2 separate regions of the Rattus norvegicus genome follow, and region 1 is linked to region 2. Evidence: chromatin contacts called from public Hi-C data. All regions are on one chromosome and are shown on one strand. Each heading gives the region's core, a stretch centred on a gene start, on an enhancer-like site or on the middle of the called end of the contact. The rest is flanking DNA. Distances are from core to core; before and after follow the strand shown. Region 1 has its middle 30 kb from the start of Sh3pxd2b. Region 2 has its middle 47 kb from the start of Neurl1b.

Region 1 (2,700 bases), core at 99-2,598, 56 kb after region 2:
AGCTTTGACAGTATCAGCCACCACGCCTGACTTTTGGACACGGGTTCTAGGTGTTCAAACTCGGGTTCCTCAGCCATAGTTTTTGTTTTTTTAAATACCTGCTGTATGTATACATGTGTCTACAATTCGCTTTTCTTTTTCCAACATAATCCCCTGTCACTTACAGAGGAAAGCCTTCTGAAGTAATGATTTACAATCCTAACAAGCCTGTATAAAAGACGCGCAATCCAGATATTTTATTGATGATCCTATGCCTGGATTGGGCAGGGCTAGGGCTGTCCTCACTCAATCCCCAGCTACAACACCCCCATTACTCGACGTTTCTCCTGCCCACACGGTTCTGGTCTATGGTGGCTTCCTCCTCCTCAGTCTTCCTCTCCTCCTTTCTCTCTCTCTACCTGCAACTCCCTTCTCAAACCTCCAGTCCTACCCTCGTCCCTCCCCTGCCCAATCACAGGCTCCAGCCTTTTATTGACCGGTTAAGCTGTGGAGATGGAGTCATAACTTGGGTACCTGAGGATCTGCTCCACACACTCCCTGCTTGTAAACATCCCTGCCTCAGTTTCCCCACCAGTGGCATGGAGGCATCCCCTAAAGGACATGGGCAGGCGCTGGTGTACCCTGAACTGTCTGTCCATCAGCCTAGGCGGGCCTCCTCTGCTCCACCTCCAAAGCCCCCCCCCCCTGATCCTTTGTGACTCACCCCCTCCCCGCCTCCCTGTGGTCTGCTCTGCTGCTTCTAGGGCTGCGAAAAAGAGCTCGGTGGCTGTCTTAAAATAGCAGCCCGTCTCTCTCCTGTGTGCCTCTGAAAGCAGCTGCGTTTGGTTTTGTCTGGAACTGTCTGGAAACTGAGACAATGGACTCAGGACACTGTCACCAATCCTCAGACATAGCAATCTGTCAATCAACTCTCACACCAGGAGCTCATGCAGGGAATAGATGATCTGCACCAAACGTTCCCTTCACAGGCATGGGTTAGAAGCCTAAACTGGGGACAGCAAGCCCTCCCCTCCCCACACTGCCCTGTGGGAAAGGACGCTAGCTCTGCTTCCCATAGGTAACAACACCAGGCAATCTCAAGCAAGCACCTCCCATCCATGAGACCATTTAACATCACAAAGCACCTTTCTGTCCTGAGACTGGGGGATGGATGAACTGTAGAACTGATTCGGCCCGCAGTGCTGGAGGGTAGGAGGGCTAAGGCATCTGCTGAGAGCCTCGAACCACACTGCAGGGTGGAGGATCTAGAGTATAAGAAAATAGTAAGCTCAGCTCTTATTGTAAAGACAGTGGTGCCACCTTGGGGCCCTCTCTCAGCTGTTTATGACTACCAGGCAGGCGGTCTCCAGCGCGCCCTCTGCAGGTCACTGCAGGTATGTGCAAGGCTACTCCAGTATCGTCAGCACCTCCAACATCACCATGCCTTTGCACAACCAAATGTTTGTTAAATGTCTATTTGTAGGGCCGCACTCAGATCCGTGTAATTGCCGGGGGTCAGTTCAGACACAGTGGCACTCTGGCGGGACTGTAGAAGGCATCTCACTGCCCTCGGGTAGCTTCTTGCATGCCAGGAGAGATTCCTATGCCACGTGAGGGAGGACAAAGATGTGGCAAGAGCTGACCTGGAGCCACGAGCGGTCCTGGATCTGATGGGAGAGCCGCGTTGAATGATGGGAGAACAATTCCGTTCTGGAATCCTGGACTACATAAACAGAAAGGCGGCTGAGCACAAGCTCTCTCTGCTTCCAGAATGTCTATACAATATGACCACCTCCTCTTCTGCCACCGTACCTTCCCACCATGATGGACTGTACTCCATAGAGCTATGAGCCATAGTAAACTGTTCCTTAAGTTGCTTGTACCCGGTTGTTACAGCAACAGTGACTAGTATTGAAAATTGGTACCTGGGGCAGGATGGGAAAGTGGACATCAGGAGGTGCTGGTGCTGCTGTGAGAAACCCAACCGTGTGGTTCTTAGATCTTTTGAATTGGTTTGTGGGAGACATATGGAAAAGCCTAGAATGTTATCCTAGAAAGTCCCTGGGACACCGTAAGCACAGACTAATGGAGACATTTTGATAGGAGCCTGAAAGACAAGGATGCAGAGAAACGTGAACAGTAGAGAGCCAGCAAGGCTTTGGGGGAAAGGCTCTCTCAGGAAGTGAGTTGAGGGACATTGTGTGGTATTCTGACTGCATTCTGCCTACGTCCTGAGAACATGAGTGGGGTTTTATTTAAGGAGAACAGGCTGCTGTGTCTGGCAGAGGAAATCTCCAGACAGGAGACCATTCAGGAGATCATTCAGGCTGTGGCAAGGTCATTGCTTACAGCTCTCACTGAGGCCCCCAGTGAGAGAGAAAAAGGTGTACCCGAAAGAGAAGATGATGTTTGGTTAAAAGGATGTGCAGGTAAGATTAAGTTTCAGGGAAGGGCCTAGCAAGCGCAAGGCCCTGGGTTCGATCCTCAGCTCCGAAAAAAAAAAAAAAAAGTTTCAGGGAAGGAGGATTGGGTGTGACTGTTAAGGAGATGAGTAAGTAGCATTAAAGAGAAGCAGACCCTGGTGACAAGAAAGGTGCCCTAAGGGTATGACACACCCCTAAAGGACTCCGTACTGTGAAAATGCATATTCATTTAAGAGGAACTAAGGACATCATATAGGGTTGGTTGAGTGATCCCAGGAAGTGTTTCCCAGGGCCAGCA
Region 2 (2,925 bases), core at 366-2,865:
ACCTCAAGCCCATAATTAACCAAGCTGTCAACAGTCGAGCTGGACCAGATCCGTAGAGCTCCTCAGCGTCAGATGCCTGGTGACAGGTAAGAGATTGGTGTCTCAGGCCTTTAAGACTCGGGTGCTTGTTACACAGCATCACTGCGGCAATGGATGACTGATACAAAAGCTTGGAGCTTCTACTCCTTGGTACTTGACTTGAGAAGCACAGGTCAGACAAGAGACCAAGTCAAGCATCTTCACTGGACCACTCTACTGGCGAAACACAGCACGGCCACCCTCAATACCCAGCATCAGGGAAGCGGACTCGCTAGAGATGGCTGATCCTCACGGTGAGATATGTGACACAACAGGGCCGAGGTTAACCCACCCAGAGTTACACAGAAAGGCCTTGGGAGTCTGGTGCCTGGAAAGGCATCCTGGAGAATGACCGAGAGTCACAGCAGTGTGTGAGACACGTTTTCCACAGGGACCTGTCTGAAATGTTCTGAAGAAAGACCTGTGAGGGGCCTGCTGGGTCTAGGTGGGCTTCCAGAATCTCCCACAAGATGTTTCTGTGTTCCTTTTAAGTGAGTGTCCTATGCAGTTTACTCATGTCATCCAGGACATGAGATGTCCGCAGGGGTGTCTACAATCTCTTCCGGGAAAGGCTGAATACCTCATTCAGGACTCGTGAGTCTTGAGTTCAAAATCATGTAAAAGGCACCAACTTATTAAAAGGTGTTCAACAATTTTAATTACCAGAGAAGCATGCACAGAACCCACAGTGAGATACTGTTGTGCATAGCTCAGGGCCCCTGAGGATGTCCTAACTTCCACCACACTCAATGCTACTGAGGAGAAAGAAACCTGCATGCCCTGGTTTATACGACTAAGCACGTGCTTATGAACCCCAGTGACTCTGCTCCCTGCTATCTACCAGAGAGAAGGGGGAATTCATGTTTACCTAAATAACCTAGAACGTTATTGATAAATGAACGGATTAATCACACCCATGCAAGCGGAATACAACTCAACGATGAGAAGGAACAGACTTCAGATCCGTAAACAACTCAGACGTCTCCCAGAGGTCCCGTGACAATCCTCTGGCACAATCGCTGGTCCCAGCTACCCAGCCCATTCAGTAAAGTTCCAAGCAGGGAGGCGGTGTGTGGGAAGGGCGGGCAGGTGGGAGCCAGCGGATCCAGGCAGGAGCAAACTTTACTGGAAATGTTTTGCATCTTGATTGTGGTGTGGTTTTATGGGTTATGGGTTTATGGGTGGTTTTATCCAAACTGTGAATTTTATTGTATGCAGATTCTATCTCAGTCAAACCAACAACAGGCAGAAGACTCAGCTCCTTTCATCCAGGCCTCTGGGTCCCGCTCTGCCGCCTCTGTCTCTTTATCAGATGTGAACCGACCCAGCTTCTCCCTTCTCAGGCTTCCTGCCAGGCTCCCAAGACGGTGAATAATTAGGGCTCAGGAGTCTTGGATACGGAGCCAAAATCAACAGCTGGATCAGACCAGATGCCAAGCCGACTCCAGCTAGGCGCTGTGCTCAGCCTCCTGCCCCCACCGCCCCAGAGCCTGAAAGAGAAACAGTCCAGCCAGGGCTATCAATTCAGGGCTATGTCCCCATATCTCCAGTGTCAGCAACAGAAAGTCCCTGGAGTCTCGGTCACATGAGCAACAGGGTGCCCTGTCCACATCGAAGGACATTGCAGACCTGGAGGAAGTAGTAGGACTCTGGAGCAGGGTCTCCCTTGTCTGTCTCCTTGCCTCTCCCTGCCCACTAGCAGATTCTCCAAGCGTTCCTCTGCTCTCTTTCCTTGGGGAGAGCAAGTAGCTGGGAGCCCCAGTCTAAGCTGGTGATGGGTAGTGTTCTGTTGTCATGCAACCATCCGTCCTAGGGGCCCCGAGGAAGCAGAAACATCGTGGGCCCTGCCAACCACAGAGGGGAAGGGAGCACACACTGTCTCCTGAGCTGTAGGATCTGGAAATGAGCCTGTAGCATGTACAGTTGTGATTTTAAAAGAAGAAGGCTTTCTGTTAAGGAGTGAAGGTTTCTGGTGTTCTCAGCCTACAGAGGCTGCTCGCCTGTGGTCTACTCGGCCGCTCACCGGCAAGTCAGTGTAGCTTCTGAACGCTGGCTCTCTTGGAGGCCTTGTGAGACACACTCGATGGTTTCCATGGCTAGGAGGTAGCAGCCCTGTCGTCAGTGCAGATAGCTGGGGCTGTGTGTCTTTGAGCTCAGCATCTCCGGTCTCTGAAAATGCACGCTCTAATGGGACCCTGGATGACGAAGTTGTGTGGGAACATCTTCATGCTTTCGACTCCTCCGAGGCTTAGTCAAGGGCCTTCTTCTCTGGATGGCCATCAACCTAATCCCAGGCCACAGGATCATACCTCCCAAGCTGGGTTGTATTTGGATAGGTGTCACTCTGAGCTGACATTCACTGTCTCTCTGAAGCATCAGATAAAGCCTCCCAACACTCCTGAAGGCATCGGTCTTGGGCAAAGTCACCAGCCAGCCCTTCTGGCTTCTGTGTTCCTGTCACACAGGAGGTGTCCTACCGGGAGGAAGGAGCACCCTCAGAACAGGGTTCACAAGGCTTGGAAGTCTGGTGACTTAGCCCATGGTTTCTGTGTGTCATTTTACCTCTGATTTGGCAGAGCCTCATGGATGCTGGGAATGCAGAGCAAGTCCAACCCTAAACACCCACCCTGACCCTCATGCCCCTGTCTCAGGCCATGCTGACAGGTGGAGAGAAGGACTAGCTTGTGGGTAAAGGTTCTCCTCAGGTAGCCCTTGGGCCTGCAGGTAGAGGCAGCCAGTTGATTTAAGTTGACTTCCTTTGGCCCAGCCAAGCACCTAGTGCAAGCTCTTACTGTGTTCTCTGCCAGAGGAGGGCAAGGGAAAGAAAGGGGGATGAGTCTAGCCCAA

The links. Hi-C and Micro-C count contacts between places; a contact is called where the count stands out from the background.
Region 1: a contact with region 2 is called in a Hi-C map of frontal cortex, with 2.8 times the contacts expected there. The contact joins two enhancer-like sites. A contact is called at or near these places in 11 of 12 Hi-C or Micro-C datasets (the A7r5 cell line, the Rat2 cell line, Schwann cells and 7 more).

Annotation. Positions count from the first base shown.
Region 1 is chr10:17,391,578-17,394,277 of GRCr8, forward strand. No RefSeq gene overlaps it. Among named protein-coding and RNA genes, the nearest start is that of Sh3pxd2b, 30 kb to the right of the region's middle. Within about 2 kb of position 1,349, at least 12 of the 93 cell types and tissues checked have an H3K27ac peak or open chromatin away from gene starts, as enhancers often do.
Region 2 is chr10:17,335,331-17,338,255 of GRCr8, forward strand. No RefSeq gene overlaps it. Among named protein-coding and RNA genes, the nearest start is that of Neurl1b, 47 kb to the left of the region's middle. Within about 2 kb of position 1,616, at least 12 of the 93 cell types and tissues checked have an H3K27ac peak or open chromatin away from gene starts, as enhancers often do.